Regions from separate parts of the Mus musculus genome. Here region 2 is linked to region 1. The links are chromatin contacts, called in public promoter capture Hi-C maps. All regions are on one chromosome and are shown on one strand. Each heading gives the region's core, a stretch centred on a gene start, on an enhancer-like site or on the middle of the called end of the contact. The rest is flanking DNA. Distances are from core to core; before and after follow the strand shown. Region 1 holds the start of Ube2q1 (ubiquitin-conjugating enzyme E2Q family member 1). Region 2 holds the start of Ubqln4 (ubiquilin 4).

Evidence for each region. Promoter capture Hi-C pulls out the DNA fragments that hold promoters and counts their contacts.
Region 2: a promoter capture Hi-C map of liver shows a contact between it and region 1, with 7 times the contacts expected there. The contact joins the promoter of Ubqln4 here to the promoter of Ube2q1 in region 1. A contact is called at or near these places in 2 of 39 promoter capture datasets (liver and pre-B cells), 1 of 484 Hi-C or Micro-C datasets (B cells), 1 of 115 datasets of contacts at active chromatin or transcription factors (cardiomyocytes) and 1 of 9 other capture datasets (liver).

What each region holds. Positions count from the first base shown.
Region 1 is chr3:89,770,197-89,778,097 of GRCm38.p6, forward strand. It overlaps Ube2q1 (ubiquitin-conjugating enzyme E2Q family member 1), which reads left to right and starts at 3,413. Exons shown (of 13, transcript NM_027315.4): 1 at 3,413-3,842; 2 at 5,881-5,985; 3 at 6,316-6,420; 4 at 7,035-7,085. The coding sequence starts at 3,516. It overlaps 4632404H12Rik (RIKEN cDNA 4632404H12 gene), which reads right to left and starts at 3,204. Exons shown (of 2, transcript NR_130957.1): 1 at 2,306-3,204.
Region 2 is chr3:88,549,120-88,557,020 of GRCm38.p6, forward strand. It overlaps Ubqln4 (ubiquilin 4), which reads left to right and starts at 4,597. Exons shown (of 11, transcript NM_033526.2): 1 at 4,597-4,793; 2 at 6,219-6,370; 3 at 6,671-6,873; 4 at 7,538-7,800. The coding sequence starts at 4,686. It overlaps Lamtor2 (late endosomal/lysosomal adaptor, MAPK and MTOR activator 2), which reads right to left and starts at 3,832. Exons shown (of 4, transcript NM_031248.4): 1 at 3,677-3,832; 2 at 3,236-3,398; 3 at 1,577-1,666; 4 at 700-885. The coding sequence starts at 3,744. The coding sequence ends at 829.

The DNA of each region.
Region 1 (7,901 bases), core at 2,163-4,662:
ATGCCTTTCTTCCTAACCTCCTTCCACTTCAGAACCAAACCTTGGTTTCCCACAAAGCTCAGCTCTGTTAGTGCTGCTACTGATATTTGCTTCCACAGCTTAAGGCTCTGTTGACCTTTCAATCTTCCCAGTTCTTACAATAAGCTCAAATCCCTAAACGCTCCAAGATCTGGTCTTTGCCTGCCCTACCTCCATCATTCTCCTCTATTCTAGACCAATTATTCTTCTGTTCCTTCAGTTTGATAATCTTTCCTTAAAACCCTGTGTGCCATTGTGATGGCTAAGGAAACTGCATTCTGTACCAGGTACTTCTTTGATACCCACTGGCAGAGCTCTGCCCTAAAGTTCTGAAAGATGAACTCCTAGCAAACTCCACCCTCCACAGAATGGTGTAACTGCTGTGAAATGATTAACAGCTTGCCCTGGCTTCTGTAAACCCACTTATCACTGTTTTCAGAGGTATCCCCTTTAGAGCTGTGAATAAGGGGAAAGAGACGGTGCCTCACATAGCTGAGGGAAGTTAAGAACTTTCTTACACAGCTACAAGTTCCACAGAAGCAAGATAATGGTCATCTCCACCTTCAAAAAAATCCTTCTCTTAACCCCTTGTTGGCAGCATGCCTTTGATGTGGCTTTAAAGTGGCTTTAAAACCCCACTTGCAGTTTTAATAAATCTAATTGTAATTTGAATTGAGTTTGTAGCCTTTGCTGGTGTTCTCACACTCTGTAACTTGAGACATGTCAGCTCTTGCTCCACCCGTGCTACTCACTCTTCAGAAATGAGTGTCCTTCATTCAGAACTCCTTTCCAGATGGCTAGTCTTCCCCTCTGAGGCACTTACTACAGCTAAAAGTCAGTGCCTGAGTGTGTCTCTGTGCATTAAATGTCTGCTTTGCTTAGTTTGTATTTATTGTTAGGAGGGGCAAAGGCCATGGCATGGTGTGTGAAAATCAGAGGACAGCTTTGTGGAGTCTATGCTCTTCTACTTTTTTGGGTACCTAACATTATTAAACTCAAGACACTAGGCTTGTGTGGCATCTGACTGGCCCAAGTGTCTGATTTCCTGTCAGGTTGAGAAAATAAGGACTGAATCTGTTTCATTTAATGCTGTTTCTTCAGTGTATCATACACAGTAGGTGCTCAGTAAATATTTGTCCATTTCCCACATTTAACAAGGCAGTTTGTTTTGTAGATTCTGGTTTTATAATTTCTATTTTCCTTAATATGAATTCCATGAGGGTAGGTTGTTTTTAATCACTTGCCTCTGCATTCACTAAATAAATATATCTACTTCATTTCCAGTTCAGATGGCAACCACACTCATGCCCAATTATCTTAGGTATGATTTTACATGAAGCTTAGCAGCAACCAAAAGAGCTGAGATGCTGAGTGAAGTAGCAATAGAAGGCACCATGCCCCACTGACCTTGACTTCTGGGTTTCTCAATGACAAAGCATAGCATGGATGAGGCCCTGGGCTCAATCTTCAGGACAATAAGTAAATGTATACATTTAAAACTTGTATATGGGGTTGGGGACATGGAAGACCTAAAGTTCCAGTTCCTTGGGTAAGGGCTAAAGGTCATGTGATCTGTGAAAAGTTCTAAAAGGAAGTGTGTGGGGCTAGTAGAATAGGGGAGTTGAGCAAGGTGGTGCATGTGTGCCTATAAGTTAAGCACTGGGAAGCTAAGACAAGAGAATAAGATTCAGGCCAGCCTGGACTATATAGCAAGACCCTGACAATAACAATAAAGGAAGCAGGCAAGCAGACAGAACAGGGTAAAGGACGTGGAGACAGACTTAGAAGTTCTGCTCAGTATCTATACATCCTGACCTTTATCTGTAAAATACAGGTTAAAGCACTCACCTTGCAATGGTGTTAAGGGTTAGAAATATTTGCTTAGTATTCCTGGCTTGGGGAATGCTTGATAAATTAGACTTTTTACAATTACTCTTTTTGTGTGTGATGATGGGGGAGGGTGTCAAATTTGGAGCTTCTACTAGCTAAGCAAGCATTCTACCACACCCTCAGCCCTTATTTATTAGTTATTTGGCCGAGAAAGGAGTTTACTAAGTTATCCAGGTAGGCCTTGGCCTTCTGACTCTCCTAGATAGTTGCGACTACAACCCTGTTCTGCTAGGACTGGCTTACCCTAGTATTTTATGCTTCCAGCTTGTGGACATAGGCACAAAGATGGTATGCAGCTAAATGTTCAGGCTGCTCTGGTCATTAGAAAAACCAGCCCCACCCACACACCCACACTCATCCCCCCAGGCTCAAAGAACACGAATTTCTTAAAACATACGGAGTTAAACTTGGCCTAGTAAAGCTTTCTGCTAACATCACTGAGTGAATCAGTAGCCCAGCACCAAGGTACAGTCAGCTTCCAAAAAACATAGAGGTGGTGACGGTAGACGGGCCAACGGCTCACATGATGAATTGGTCCCAAACCCATCAGGCCTTACAACATCCTGGCACCTGCCAGTTTGCAGCTCTGGGTTTCAGGACCCTCCGTTGTCCTTTGTGATAGTGCCACCTAGTGGGAACGACGAGGTACTGCCGCAAACTTCAAGCCCCGTTCAGGATCAGTGCGACGAGGTGGGAAGAAGAATAGCAGGTAGGCGTGGGTGTCGTCTATGCAACCCCTAGCTTAGTACTCTGCACTCACACATAACGAAGCCCTGTGATTCTGTGGAGGAAGCCGCACCATCTGTCCCCTCAGACGTAGCTGACCAGCGACCATACTCGATACTTCAGTATCCCTGCACAGAGCCTTTGGGAACAGGCTAAAGAGGCCTCCCCGTCTTGTACAGTGCCATTGTTGTGATGGAGAAACTGAGGCTCCCCAGGAGCGTAGATAACCCAAGGTCACACACCATAGAGGAACCGCAGGGAGATCCAAGTCCGTTTCTCCGACCGTAGCGAAAGGCGCCTTCCCGCCGCAGACGCGGAGGCCGGTGACCCGGCCCGACGACCCCCATGGGAATACAGGACAGACACGGCCATGCGCCGCACGCGGGGGCCGCGGGACGCAAGCAGGAAGCCAGAGTCCCGCGCGGGGAGCCCCTGGGAACACAGGCACCGGCCACGTGACAAGAGACGCCGGCCATGTGACAGGGAAGCGCTGGCAAAGGCCCCCCGGTGCACGGTCACGCACGACGCACGTACACGCACGGAAGCGCTTCGAGCAGCGAGGCGAGGGCCTAGGGTCACATGTGGAGGGTGACAGGCGCGGGCCGGGGGGCGGGAAAGACGCGCGGATCACGTGCCGGGGGCCGGAGCTCAGAGGTCACGTGAGGCCGGAGGCGGGGCCGCCGCGGAGGGGGAGGGGCGCGCGGCTTCCGGCGGCCGTGGGGGGGGTGGGCCGGCGAGCGGAGGGGGCCTGTCCCGGAGGTGGCGGCGGCGCCATCTTGGCGAAGGGGGGATCAGGAAGTGCGGACCGCGGCGGCGGCGGAGCCCGGAGCGGAGGCCGGAGGCTCCCGGCCCGCCGGCCCCGGAGCGGAGCGGAGCGGAGGATGCAGCAGCCGCAGCCGCAGGGGCAGCAGCAGCCGGGGCCGGGGCAGCAACTGGGGGTCCAGGGGGCGGCGCCGGGGGCCGGGGGCGGCCCGGGAGGGGGCCCGGGGCCAGGGCCCTGCCTGAGGCGGGAGCTGAAGCTGCTCGAGTCCATCTTCCACCGCGGCCACGAGCGCTTCCGCATTGCCAGCGCCTGCCTGGACGAGCTGAGCTGCGAGTTCCTGCTGGCCGGAGCCGGAGGGGCCGGGGCCGGGGCTGCGCCCGGACCCCATCTCCCCTCCCGGGGATCGGTGCCGGGGGACCCCGTCCGCATCCACTGCAACATCACGGTGAGGACCTCGCTTGCGCCACGCTGGGGGTCCCTTGTCTGGTGATCGAAATCACACCATACAACCTCCTGCTCTCGAAGGACCCGGAGGCCAGAGCCCCCCTCTTGGTGCTTGGCTCCTTCTCTCCAGGCTACACTTGTTTCTTCAGCTTGAGGTTCTGTGGTGCAGTCACAGTCTCTACTGTTGACCCCTGAGAGCAAGGGACATCGGGACATGTGGCCCCTCAACCACCTCCTCCTATGAATCCACCCACACCTCAGGTTTTATGATTTTGGCTCCTTCTGCTTACTCCTCCACAACTTTACCATGTCACCTAGAAATGACCCATTCTTCTCCCCACCCCAACTCTAATAAGATTCCAGGCCTGTGCTGGAAGGACGTAGCCTGGAACTCAGCCCGGTTCCATAATGACCCTTCTCAGTAGTTCTTTCCACTTATATGTACCCACCTGTAGGCTCCCTGCCTAGGCATCCCTCGTACAACCCCTCTTTGCTCCCTGAATTTCACTAAAGAATAGTGCCGTTCATTGACCCCACGTTGGATCTCCTCTTACTAACTCTGGTGTAACTAACCTTTAATTCCTCTTTTTGCCTTGGCTCGTAGCAGCTTTGCCACTTCCTCCCCACTCCTGGGGTCACATCTGCTTATCCTAGGTGACTGTCACCTTTTCTGGTGGTGACAGCAATGTGTGTTTTGAGCGGCAGCAGTGCCATCGCTCCCCAGTAGGCATCGTTCCATCCTACCTATCCTTGGTCAGGAGGCATCTTCCATGCGTCCTGCCTTATTTTATTCCCTAGTGTCCCTTGAGGAAATTGTTGGGTGCAATTTTATAACAGCTGGTACTGCGCGATACAGTGCTCACGTTGTTGGATAACGCCCACTGTAATGGTCTTGTCCCTCCTGGAGCACCTTTATCCACACTGGAAACGGGAGTTGCCTGGGGGGAAGACAGACGTGAATTTTGTGGTTCTTGGAGGCTTTGATTCATTTTTTTTTTCATGGTGTTTTCTAGCCCTTTCTGCCACCAAACCAGGTCGTGGTTTGGTGAGGTAACTTTGGGAGTGGAGTAATAATGAGATACTTGAGTTTTGATGGGGCCTCATCTATCCCAGCTGAGGCTTACCTCACCAAGCTAGGACCACCAGGAGTGGCTCAGTCAAGTAAAGATTGTAGCATCTTTGGTACTGTTTTTCCTGCAGCACTGGTTAGAGCTGTGGCATCGCTAAGATCCCCAGTAGAAGTGGGTAAGGCTTCCTTGGCATGTGTTGAAACATCAAAGATTGGATTTTGCTAAGTGGATTCACTTACGGGTAGGTTTGCCTCCTCCAGCTGCTTCCTTTCGGTTGCCAAGGCCATCTACTATCTTTGTCTTTGGGGGTTCTCAGCTGCAGTGCCCATGGCCCCTCTAAAAGAAACTTGGCCTACACTGGCCCTCTTGCCTTGGGCAGAGGAGGGGAGTCTGTTCAGGCTCCTGTGGCATGGTGGCTCAGGAATGCTGGGAATGCCAGTAGCATAGGCTCTGTTCTCCCAGCCCATGCCTGGGCTCAGGATGAGGGCAGGTTCCTGAGGGAGCGGTAGGGAGAATGGGTCTTAGAGGGACTCTGGGGGGTGGGGGTGGATCTTGCTACTAGCTTTGGAGACTATTTTATTAGTTCCTTCTCCCCTGGTGGCTACAAGCCTGCATTTTTCACATCAGTGTGACTGTTATGAGGTGATCTTCCCTCCCCTGAGTTTGGAAACACTGAAGGAGTCTGGCCTGGTGTGGGAGAACTTGGAGTGTGGCAGGCAGGCAGGCAGGACAGTAGAGCCAGAGCTTCCTTTACTGTCTTCAGCTTTCCCTGGTTTGTACTCTGAGAGGAAGAGAGTCCGCAGGTTGCTTCTTGGGTATGGTCCTTCCAGGCTAGTTTTCTAGGGAAGCTGAGGTTATAAGTGTAGGACATGGTGGTGGGAAGAAAGGAACCAGAAGAAGGAAGGCTAGGCAAAAACTGGTTTCTCGTAAAGTTTCTCATTGTGACCACTCTTCCTGTTTCCCCCTCAGGAATCATACCCTGCTGTGCCCCCCATCTGGTCGGTGGAGTCCGATGACCCTAACTTGGCTGCTGTCTTGGAGAGGCTGGTGGACATAAAGAAAGGGAATACTTTGGTGAGGGGGGCAGTGGGGAGGAATGTGTGTGTTCCTGAAGAGGCTTCAGCAACTAACGTTCCCTGTGAGGCAGCTAGTTTTGAAGAGTGGGTGGTGCCCCAGGTGGAATGTCTTGGACCTTACTTCTTAGGAGAGTTGCCTACTGAAGCCAGAGGGGGCAGAGTCCTGTAGCAGCTCCAGGATAGGTCCACTAGGGAAAGTCATTCCTATAACCACAAGGTCCATCCAGTGTAGAGAACCAGCCACCATTTTGAGATCTAAGCTAAAAGCTCATCCATGCAGCTATCCAGATTGTAGTAGGAAAGACGTATTTAATGTCTCTCCCCCCAGCTCTTGCAGCATCTGAAGAGGATCATCTCTGACCTGTGTAAACTCTACAACCTCCCTCAGCATCCTGATGTGGAAATGCTGGATCAGCCCTTGCCAGCAGAGCAGGTATGCAGCTGAGGAATGGGCTTTGGGTCCTGTGGCTGTCACCCCAAAGAGTGCTTAAGAAATACTTGGTAATTGAAACAGAGCTGCAGTAGCTCCTTCCCACCCCCACCGCTCCCAAACACACATGTGATTCTCAGCCGCTTTCTTCTCCAGATGGGAATCTAGCTAAATGGGACACTACTCACTGCTTCTGCCCTATCAGAACTCAGCCTCACGGGCAGCATCCCGACGGTTGAGATGAGAGGGAATTTTATTATTGAAGCAATAGCAGTTGATAGCTATTGGAAACCCAGGCCCTTTGCTTAGGATGAGAAATGCACTAGAGCTCTAGAGAAGAGCAAATGAGAGCAGGGTGCTGAGGAAAGGTAAGTTGGGCTCTGCAGAATAGATGGCAAAAGCAGCTATGGCATGTGGTCGGGAGAGAATAATTGGCTGGTATCAAAGTCATCCATGCCTTGGGCTCTTGCTACCACTCAGACCTGGCTGGGGGAGAAACTGGCATCTTTATGGGCAGTGCTCAGCTTCCAGACCTTCAGGGCCAGAGGATAGGTCAGATGCTGCATTCTAGCACCCACTGGGTCTGATCTTCGTCTTTGCCTCCTTCTCCACTGCAGTGCACGCAGGAAGAAGTGTCTTCAGAAGATGAAGATGAAGAGATGCCTGAGGTAGGCTTGCTACTCAAGATGGCATTGGCAAGAAGTGCTTGTCATCAGTATGGGTCATTTGATATTAATAGCTCCAGCTTCAAACTGGGGGAAGAAACAATATCAATAGGATAAAGACTGACTGGCCTGCTGTAAAGGAAATCACTGTCTGGATCCATTCTTTGAAAGCATTTAGTTGCCAGTGTGTTAAAACAAGTAAATACTGGGCAAACTTAATCTCAGATGGCTTCAGGAATCATGACAGACCCTAGTTTGTATCCTGATTGTCCTAGTTGGGGACTTTTATTTATTCTCATTAGGGTACAGTTTTCTCATTTATAAAATAGGATTCTGACTCGTACGTATCACATGATAGTTTCAGATAATAAGTAGTGTATAGTGCACCTGACAGAATCTTTAAAAAATATAGATACTGTGTTCTCATTTTTATATGTATGGATGTTTTTGCTGTGTGAATATCTATGCACTACATATGTGCAGTGCCTGTGGAGGCCAGAAAAGGGCATCAGATCCCCCGGGACGGGTATTACAGGTGGTTGTAAGTCCCTGTGAGGGTGCTGGGAACCAGTTTTCTAGAAGAGCAGCTTTTTAACTGCTGAGCCATTTCCCTAGTTCCTATTGATTTATTTTTGTGTAAGCCAGGCTGGCCTCACACTCACTTGTGTAGTCGGAGATGGCCTGAGTTGATCCTATTGCTTTTACATACTAAGTGCTAGGACTGCAGACATGTGCCACCCAAGCTTTAGGTAGAATGTAAATCATAGTTACGCTTCATAGCCAGATAGAACTTATTTCTGTGAAGTCTCCTTTGACTGG
Region 2 (7,901 bases), core at 3,347-5,846, 1.2 Mb before region 1:
TTTCTGTGTCCAGCAAGAACAGGCATTTGCTCCTTTAGATCAGTCCCAGGTGCTGCAAAACGGGCGGGTGAGATTCTGCTCTGAGGGTTGAGTGAGCTCAGCAGCTAAGGGCACCGCTGCTCTTGCAGAAGACCCTGGTTAGGTTCTCAGCATAGCTCTCTCACAGCCACCTGCTAACTCTGGTTTCAGGGATATCTGATGCCCTTTACAGGCACAAGTGCAGACACACAAACAGTCAAAACACTCATGTACATAAAATAACCTAAACAATTTTTTCACACGGGTGTAGTGGCACATACCTTTAATCCCAGCACTTGGGAGGCAGAGGCAGACGGATTTCTGAGTTGGAGGCCAGCCTGGTCTACAAAGTGAATTCCAGGACAGCCAGGGTTATACAGAGAAATCCTGTCTCACAAAAACCAAAAAACAAATTGTTTAAAGAAAAGCAATTCTGGGAGGATGGGAAGGGAGCTTTTTGCAATGTAAATAGAATAAACATATAAATTAATGGAAAAAAAAAGCAATTAGGAGTATGATGAGACACAGCACTGGAGAAGCCAAGGGCACTGGGCAGCCCTGCCAAGAACCACTGAGAGATTTGGTGATGGGGAATGAGAGAGCCCACCTTTGCAGGAGAGGGGAATCCTCCCGAGGAAACCACTCCACACTTTCCTCCCAAGAAAGCAGGTGAGACACAGGTAAGAGTTGAAAATTTATTCAGAAAAAAGCAACCCCCCCTTCCTGTACCTCGCCCGATATGGCGTTTCTAGGGCCCCGCCCCTCCCTCCAGATCATCATCCCTTTTCTACTCCAGCCTCCATCACGCTGTTATGATGCTGCTACTTGGGTGAGGGGTTCCTCCAGGTACTGCACCAGGGCCTGGGCCTGCAAGGAGGCAGGAGCACAGTCAGTCCATGCATCGCTTATGCTTAGACGGATCCCTGAACCACGCTGGCTCCCCACGCCACACTTAGCAGCCAACTCCCCCCCCAGCCCACCCCCACTGCTCTTTAGCCCATCCTAGACATGGAGTGAGGAGCTATGAGAACTCCAGAGAGGGGAGGGACATGTAAGGAACACAGTGAACAGGAACTAAGGCTGGATCAGTGCTGGGATGATGATATTGCGCCCTATGTAAAGATCATCTTTGTATTATTATTCAAATGCCGATTTCTGTGCCAGCAGAGTTTAATGCAGACTGGACTTTGGTTCATTTGGTTTCATTTGGCTACATATTTTGTAAACACTCTCGCTCACCTTTTGATCAGCTTATTAAAAAGCAAAGGCAGGAAGTAGGAGGTGGGACTTCCAGGAAGAGATAGGAATTCTGGGAGAGGAGTTGCCAGCTGGACAAAGATGAGGAAGCAGGTACCAGGACATGACTAAGATGGACAGGTAATGGGTCATGGACATAGGCCAAGCCAATATGGTTGGGTTAGAATAGTTGAGAATCTGCCCAGCTATAGTGCCCAAAGCTCATAATAAACCTAATTAAAGTCTCCATGTCCTTTATTCAGAGCAAGGGCATGCATAGATGTTACAGCCCAGAAAGTTTATAACAGAGGAATATACTCACCTTAGCCTTGAGCATTCCGAAGCCTACGGTCTCCTTGGCATACATACATAGCAGAAGGTTGGCCACCCTCGTAATGGCTACACGGCCCTCCTGGTGGGAAGGACATGATACTTTGGGGCATTCTGCTTGACATCCTTAGTTCCTGCCTTCCCCAGGGTTCCTCTGGTCCTAGTGACATTGTCTCCCAAGCTTAGCAGAGCAGGAAGTTCAGCTAGGAGCTCTGCCCAGCATTTAAGACATGGGGGTCTGAAACTGGATTCCAGCCTCAGCTGAGCCATGTGCTAACCAAGCTATCCTGGGAAACCAAGTCTTCCAGAACTTGGGGTTCTCTTCTCTAATGCCGAGAACTGTCTCAGCAGGTCAGGACCAGGAACCCAACTCGTATGCTGCTCTGGCAGTAGGCTTGAGTTCGAATCCCAACACCAACACTGTGCTCACAATCATCTATAACAGCAGTTCAGGGGCTCCAATGCCTTCTTTCAGCCTCCTTGGGGGCATCATGCATGCACATGGGGCACATATATACCACCTGGGCAAAGCAACTCATACATACAGAATAAAACAAACCTTAAAAAGGTAAAAACAACTCCCCCCCACACACACACAACCCAACTTATGTCTCTTCTTTTCCTATGGTGTAACTTTTCAAAATGGGGATCAATTAGGGTGGGTCAACATTTGAAAATAACAATAAAAATGTCATGGCACATCTATGTGAGAGAAGTGATGTTTCACAGAACTTGCTCCAGTGTGTATACTAGCCTCTGACTCAAAAATAAAAACTGTGTTTCTTGGAATGGGTTCTAGAATCCCAAACACTCTAGGCAACTGCTCTACCACTGAGCTCCACATCTGTCCCTTAAAAAGCATTTCTTAGAGCTTAGCTAGGCTGCAGTGACACCAGCCCTGGACTCAGTACCCAGTGTGAATGAGAGTGGGTGTAAAGAATGGGCTGCCAGCATGACAGTGAAGAGCTTCCCAAGGGGCCTTCCCCACTGCAAACACCTTTTTCAGTTCTGCACACTGCCACTCTTCAGAGGACTTTAGCCCTTTCTCCCGACAACCTTTTCCCATTCTGTGATGCTCCATCTTTACTGATCTTTGTCCAAGCCTCACTCCGCCCTCGGCCCTTTGCAATTGCTGTTGTCAGAAATACTTGCAAAGTCTGCTCGGTGGTGGTGTACACCTTTAGTCCCAGGACTTGGGAGGCAGAAGCTAGCAGATTTCAGAGTTCAGCCTGATTCTATAGAGTGAGTTCCAGGACAGCCAGGACTACACAGAGAAGCCCTGTCTCGAAAAACAAAAAAAGAAAAAGAAAGAAAGAAAACAAATACTCGAAGAGAGCCTGCCTCAGTCTCTCGTGTACTGAACTAGAGGCATAAGCCACCATAGCAAGCACTGTTAGAAATATTTCCCCAAATGATTGCTGTATGGCTTAATTCTCTTCCCCTTTCCTATCGTCCTTCGGATCTTTTAACAAATGTCTCCTTTTCACTGAGATGGACCCTCACATAGGCCAGCACCGTACTCTCACTTCCTTTTTTAATATCTATGTTTTATTTGGCAAGGTGCGATGGTGCACACCTGCAATCTCAGGGTTGAGGTGGCAGAAGCAGGATAATCATTGCAAGTTCGAAGTCAGCCTACTTTACTCCATACCATGCAGTCCATCAGGATAAATTTGAGACTGTCTTCATTAAACGCTTGGTTCCCGTTCCTATCATACGCGGCCCAGATGTTACTGGCGATGGCCGCAGTGACCCGGGCATCTGTGTCCCCATAACCGGAGTAGGCCAGCAGCGATCCCTCATTATTCAGCAGCCTGGCAAGAATGGGAAGGATATCAACAAACTCAGGAAGAGTGAAAGGTCTGAGTTCCTATCCCAATTCCAGCTACTGGCGCTTTTAGGAAGCAAGAATCCAGGAACACGCTAATCAACTGTCCATTTCCCTTTCCGAGGAAGCCCTCAAGCAGGGTTTCCGAAGCTGCAGCTTGCAACATTAGCCACCTCCCGGCGTAGGGCTCTTCCCTACCCCTACTGCAGACAGCCGCGCGCCGCCCCATTCCAGCGCTCGCTGCTTGGGTTCTTGTTCACTCACAGGGTGCTCTGGACTCCTCCAGTGTTGGCTTGGCTTAGCACCTGCGTCAAAGCCTTGGGACGCAGCATGCCTGCGTCTCTTAACCCTGACCTGCACCAACACACCCCTACAGTCGCAGCCTCTTGCTCTCCCTCAGTCGCTTCCGGTGGCCCAGGAGCCCAGCTACGAGGCGCCTGGGAGTTGTAGTCACCGGGCCCATCTACTGAGGCTCTGGCCCAATTCCCGCCCCGCGCGAGGGCCTCTGGGAATCGTAGTTTCATGTGATCGCTCAAGGAATTCTGGGAACCATAGTTCAGCGTTCCAGTGGGACCATGTGGTTGTGGAGTTGGGGGGGGGGAGAGCGGGAGCGCAAGGACAGTGGCAACGGTGGAAATACTTTTAACATCTTCCACGCGAAGGACGCCTTCGTGCCTACTGGTCAATCGCAATCTAATAATAAATCTATCTGTTAGGCACATCCTTGACCATTTTTTAAAGCAATATTGTACGCTAGTCACAATTCTGTGGGGTCTTGCTCTTTTACTCCCAAGGCTCAGAGAAGCCACGTAGGCAAACTCCAGGTCTCTGAAACCGTCCTTAATGGCTCCCTCGGGGCGGTTCCCCGGAGGCCACGACTGCTCGAATCCGCAGAGGTCTTAAGGACGTCCTGAACCAGGAACGAACCCAGGCCTCTCAAGAAAACCAAGTGACCCCAGGGAACGGAGATAAGACGGCGACAACGAAAGTCCTTTGTCCGAACAGGAGGGAGCCGCAGGCGGCCCTGAATCTCCCGCCCTCCGCGCTGTCCGGCCCGGGCCAGCTGCGCACCCTGCTCGGGCCTGGGCCGCCCCAGCTGCAGTGCTCCCCCAGGCCGCCCGGGGCGCTGTGGCTGCGGCTGTCCGGAGTGGGCGGCGGAGCCTTGGGGAGGGGCGGGAGGGGGAGTTGGAGGCCCCGGAGTCGGGCCGGGCCGGGCGGGCCGGGAGGAGGAGGAGGAGGAGCCGGACGGGCTGGCGGGCGGCCGGGCGGCGGCATGGCGGAGCCGAGTGGGGCTGAGACGAGGCCCCAGATTCGGGTCACCGTCAAGACCCCCAAGGACAAGGAGGAGATCGTGATCTGCGATCAAGCCTCGGTCAAGGAGGTAGTATCTGGCTGGGAGGAGACAGGAGGGCGGGAGCAGCGCACCGAGGGGGTCAGAGCAGAGAGGGAGACCTCGGGGTCGGCCTGGCGCCGGGGACGGGCCCCCGGCCGGGGCGGAATCCAGGGGCATACAGGCGGGAGAAGCGGGTAGGGGGCGCCCTGCCAGGGCTAGTCCGGGGAGCGTGGCGCGGGTAGGGGCCGGTTTGGCCGCGCTACCCGGGCTGGGGGCGTGGTGGGGGAGCTTGAGGAAGGGACACCTTGCTTGCGGGCTCCATTTGGAGCCTAGGCTTGAGGAGAGTGTGCTCCAGGGTCACTGGTAGAGGTTCCAGGCGCTAAGGCACCGTGCGGCCCGAGCGAGCTGCGGCTATGCTCTCCCGGGAGTGTCGCGTGGTGGTGGTGCCCTCTCTCTCTCTCTCTCCCTCTCTCTCTCTCTCCACAGAGCCTCCTTGTCGCAAATCGAAACGGTTGTGTAGTTCAGTTTTCTGCTCTACAGGATTTGCTGAGCGCAGTAGGTGCTCAACAAAATAATATAGAATGAGTGAGGGAGTATTGCCTGTGTTCCCCACTGCTTGAAGCTGCTCCAGAATTGCACATAGGCGGGGCTTAGAATAGGCCATCTGGTTGGAAGAGAGGGATCTTTTGCTTAGCAAGTGCACTGTTTATAGTTAGAATATGTGTTGTGTTGTGTTGTGTTTTGGAGGAGCTGATAGAATCTAGAAAATTTAACTCGCCCCAGTGTAGCCGTTGGTACCACTGCTGCTCTCTCATTAGAGAATTTTAAGTCCCCTGGGAAAAGCTGAATTATAAAACAGCTCTTATTGAGAATGTGTCTGATGAAGACATTGATGTCCAGACCTGAGTTCCTATATCCCCGGATACATTACCTCTTCTCTGATCCTTATCTTTAAATTCCCAGCCCTGGGGAGGTAGAAGCAGGTGGATCTATCTGAGTTCGAGGTCTACATAGAAAGTTCCAGGACAGCAAGAGCTACATGCAGAGACCCTGTCTCTTAATTAATTAATTAATTAATTAAATTTAATTAATTTAATTAAGTAGAGATGGTAACTAACACACTAGATTCCTCAATAGATCTCAATAATACTCTAGATTATCTGTTATAGTGATGAGGAAGCTGGGACTGAAAAGCAGAGAGAAGGCTGAAGAGAGACAGCCTGAGCCCAAGGCTAGTTGAAGGATTTAGGATGGGGAGGGCTGCCCATGCCTCTGTGAGGTATCACTTTCAGAGAATTGGGTGGTGGGACAGAAGCTGCTGTTGTGGATAGCAGCAGGGGCTTTCCAGGGTTGGGATACTGTGTCATGGAACTAATTGAATGGATTCTTGTAGCTAGAGGGGCAGAACTGAGGGTCAAGTCTTGCAGCGGGGCGCAGTTGGCCTCTGCAGTGATCTCTGCCTCTTGACCACAGTTCAAGGAGGAGATCTCCCGGAGGTTTAAGGCTCAGCAGGATCAGCTGGTCCTGATCTTCGCAGGCAAGATCCTCAAGGATGGGGACACCCTGAGCCAGCACGGCATCAAGGATGGGCTCACAGTCCACCTAGTCATCAAAACCCCTCAGAAGTAAGTACAGACAGGAGCTGCCCTTGCTCCTGATTGTGACCTCACCTCCCATTCTTTCTCACCTGTTCAGCAGCCAGGCCTGGCACAGATGGATAAGGTCTTACCTCTGGGGGAGCCTGTCAGTACTCCCAGGTTGCCTTAGAGACTGTTGATAACTGATACCATCCCTCTCCCCAGCATCCTGCTAGCCTGGGGTAAGGGTGGAACAAGGCTGCTTAGGAGGTGGCTTGAGCTGTCAGTCCAAGGCCACCTTGTCACTTGTGCACACTCCAGCCAGGTTTCCCTACTCTTTGTCCTCAGGGCTCAAGATCCAGTGACTGCTGCTGCTTCTCCTCCATCCACTCCTGACTCTGCCTCTGCACCCTCCACCACGCCTGCCTCACCTGCCGCCGCCCCTGTCCAGCCCTGCAGCTCTGGCAATACAACTTCAGATGCTGGCAGTGGAGGGGGGCCCTCTCCAGTGGCTGCAGAGGGGCCCTCAAGTGCTACTGCATCGATCCTCTGTAAGCCTTTAGCGGGGGAGAGCATAATTTTGTATTGGCCAGGGGAGTGGGGTGCACAAAGATAAAGAAGAAGAATGGTCCCTGATCCCTAGTCCTAGTCCCATGACCGTAGTCACTCTTCCAGATGTTGGAACTTAAGCCAAGCTGGGGTGGGGAATGAATGATCGGTTTATGATGGTTTTTTTTTTTTTTTTTAAAGATTTATTTATTTATTATATGTAAGTACACTGTAGCTGTCTTCAGACACTCCAGAAGAGGGAGTCAGATCTCCTTACAGATGGTTGTGAGCCACCATGTGGTTGCTGGGATTTGAACTCTGGACCTTTGGAAGAGCAGTCGGGTGCTCGTACCCACTGAGCCATCTCACCAGCCCTTATGATGGTTTCCATGATTTCAGAGATGGACTCAAGTTCAGGAACAAAAGGAAAGATGGCGTTGGGGGAGGGGAGTCCTGGGTAAAGAGGGGAATGGAGAAAGGTGGGTCTACTTCTGTTCAATGCTATGCTTAGCTTGCCCCCTGCCTTTATAGAGGTCTCTTTCCTGGAGTTGTGGGAGTGACTGAAGAGGGAGGGACATGTCAGAAGCAATTAGGGTCTATCTTGGAAAGTCTGCTGGATCTTGGAAGGGTCTGAGAGGGAGACTCTGACCCTGCTCCTTCCCACAGCTGGCTTCGGAGGCATCCTGGGACTGGGCAGCCTGGGCCTGGGCTCCGCCAACTTTATGGAGCTGCAGCAACAGATGCAGAGACAGCTCATGTCCAATCCTGAGATGCTGTCGCAGATCATGGAGAACCCCTTGGTCCAGGATATGATGTCAAACCCTGATCTGATGCGCCACATGATCATGGCTAATCCCCAGATGCAGCAGCTGATGGAGAGGAACCCCGAGATCAGCCACATGCTCAACAACCCAGAGCTCATGAGGCAGGTGGGTCTGGGAGAAGACTGGGGAGGGCGGACGCTGGTGTTGGCTGTTCTGAACTTCCGGTTTGCTCCTTCTTCTTGTTCATTGAGTTGAGCTGGTGTGCT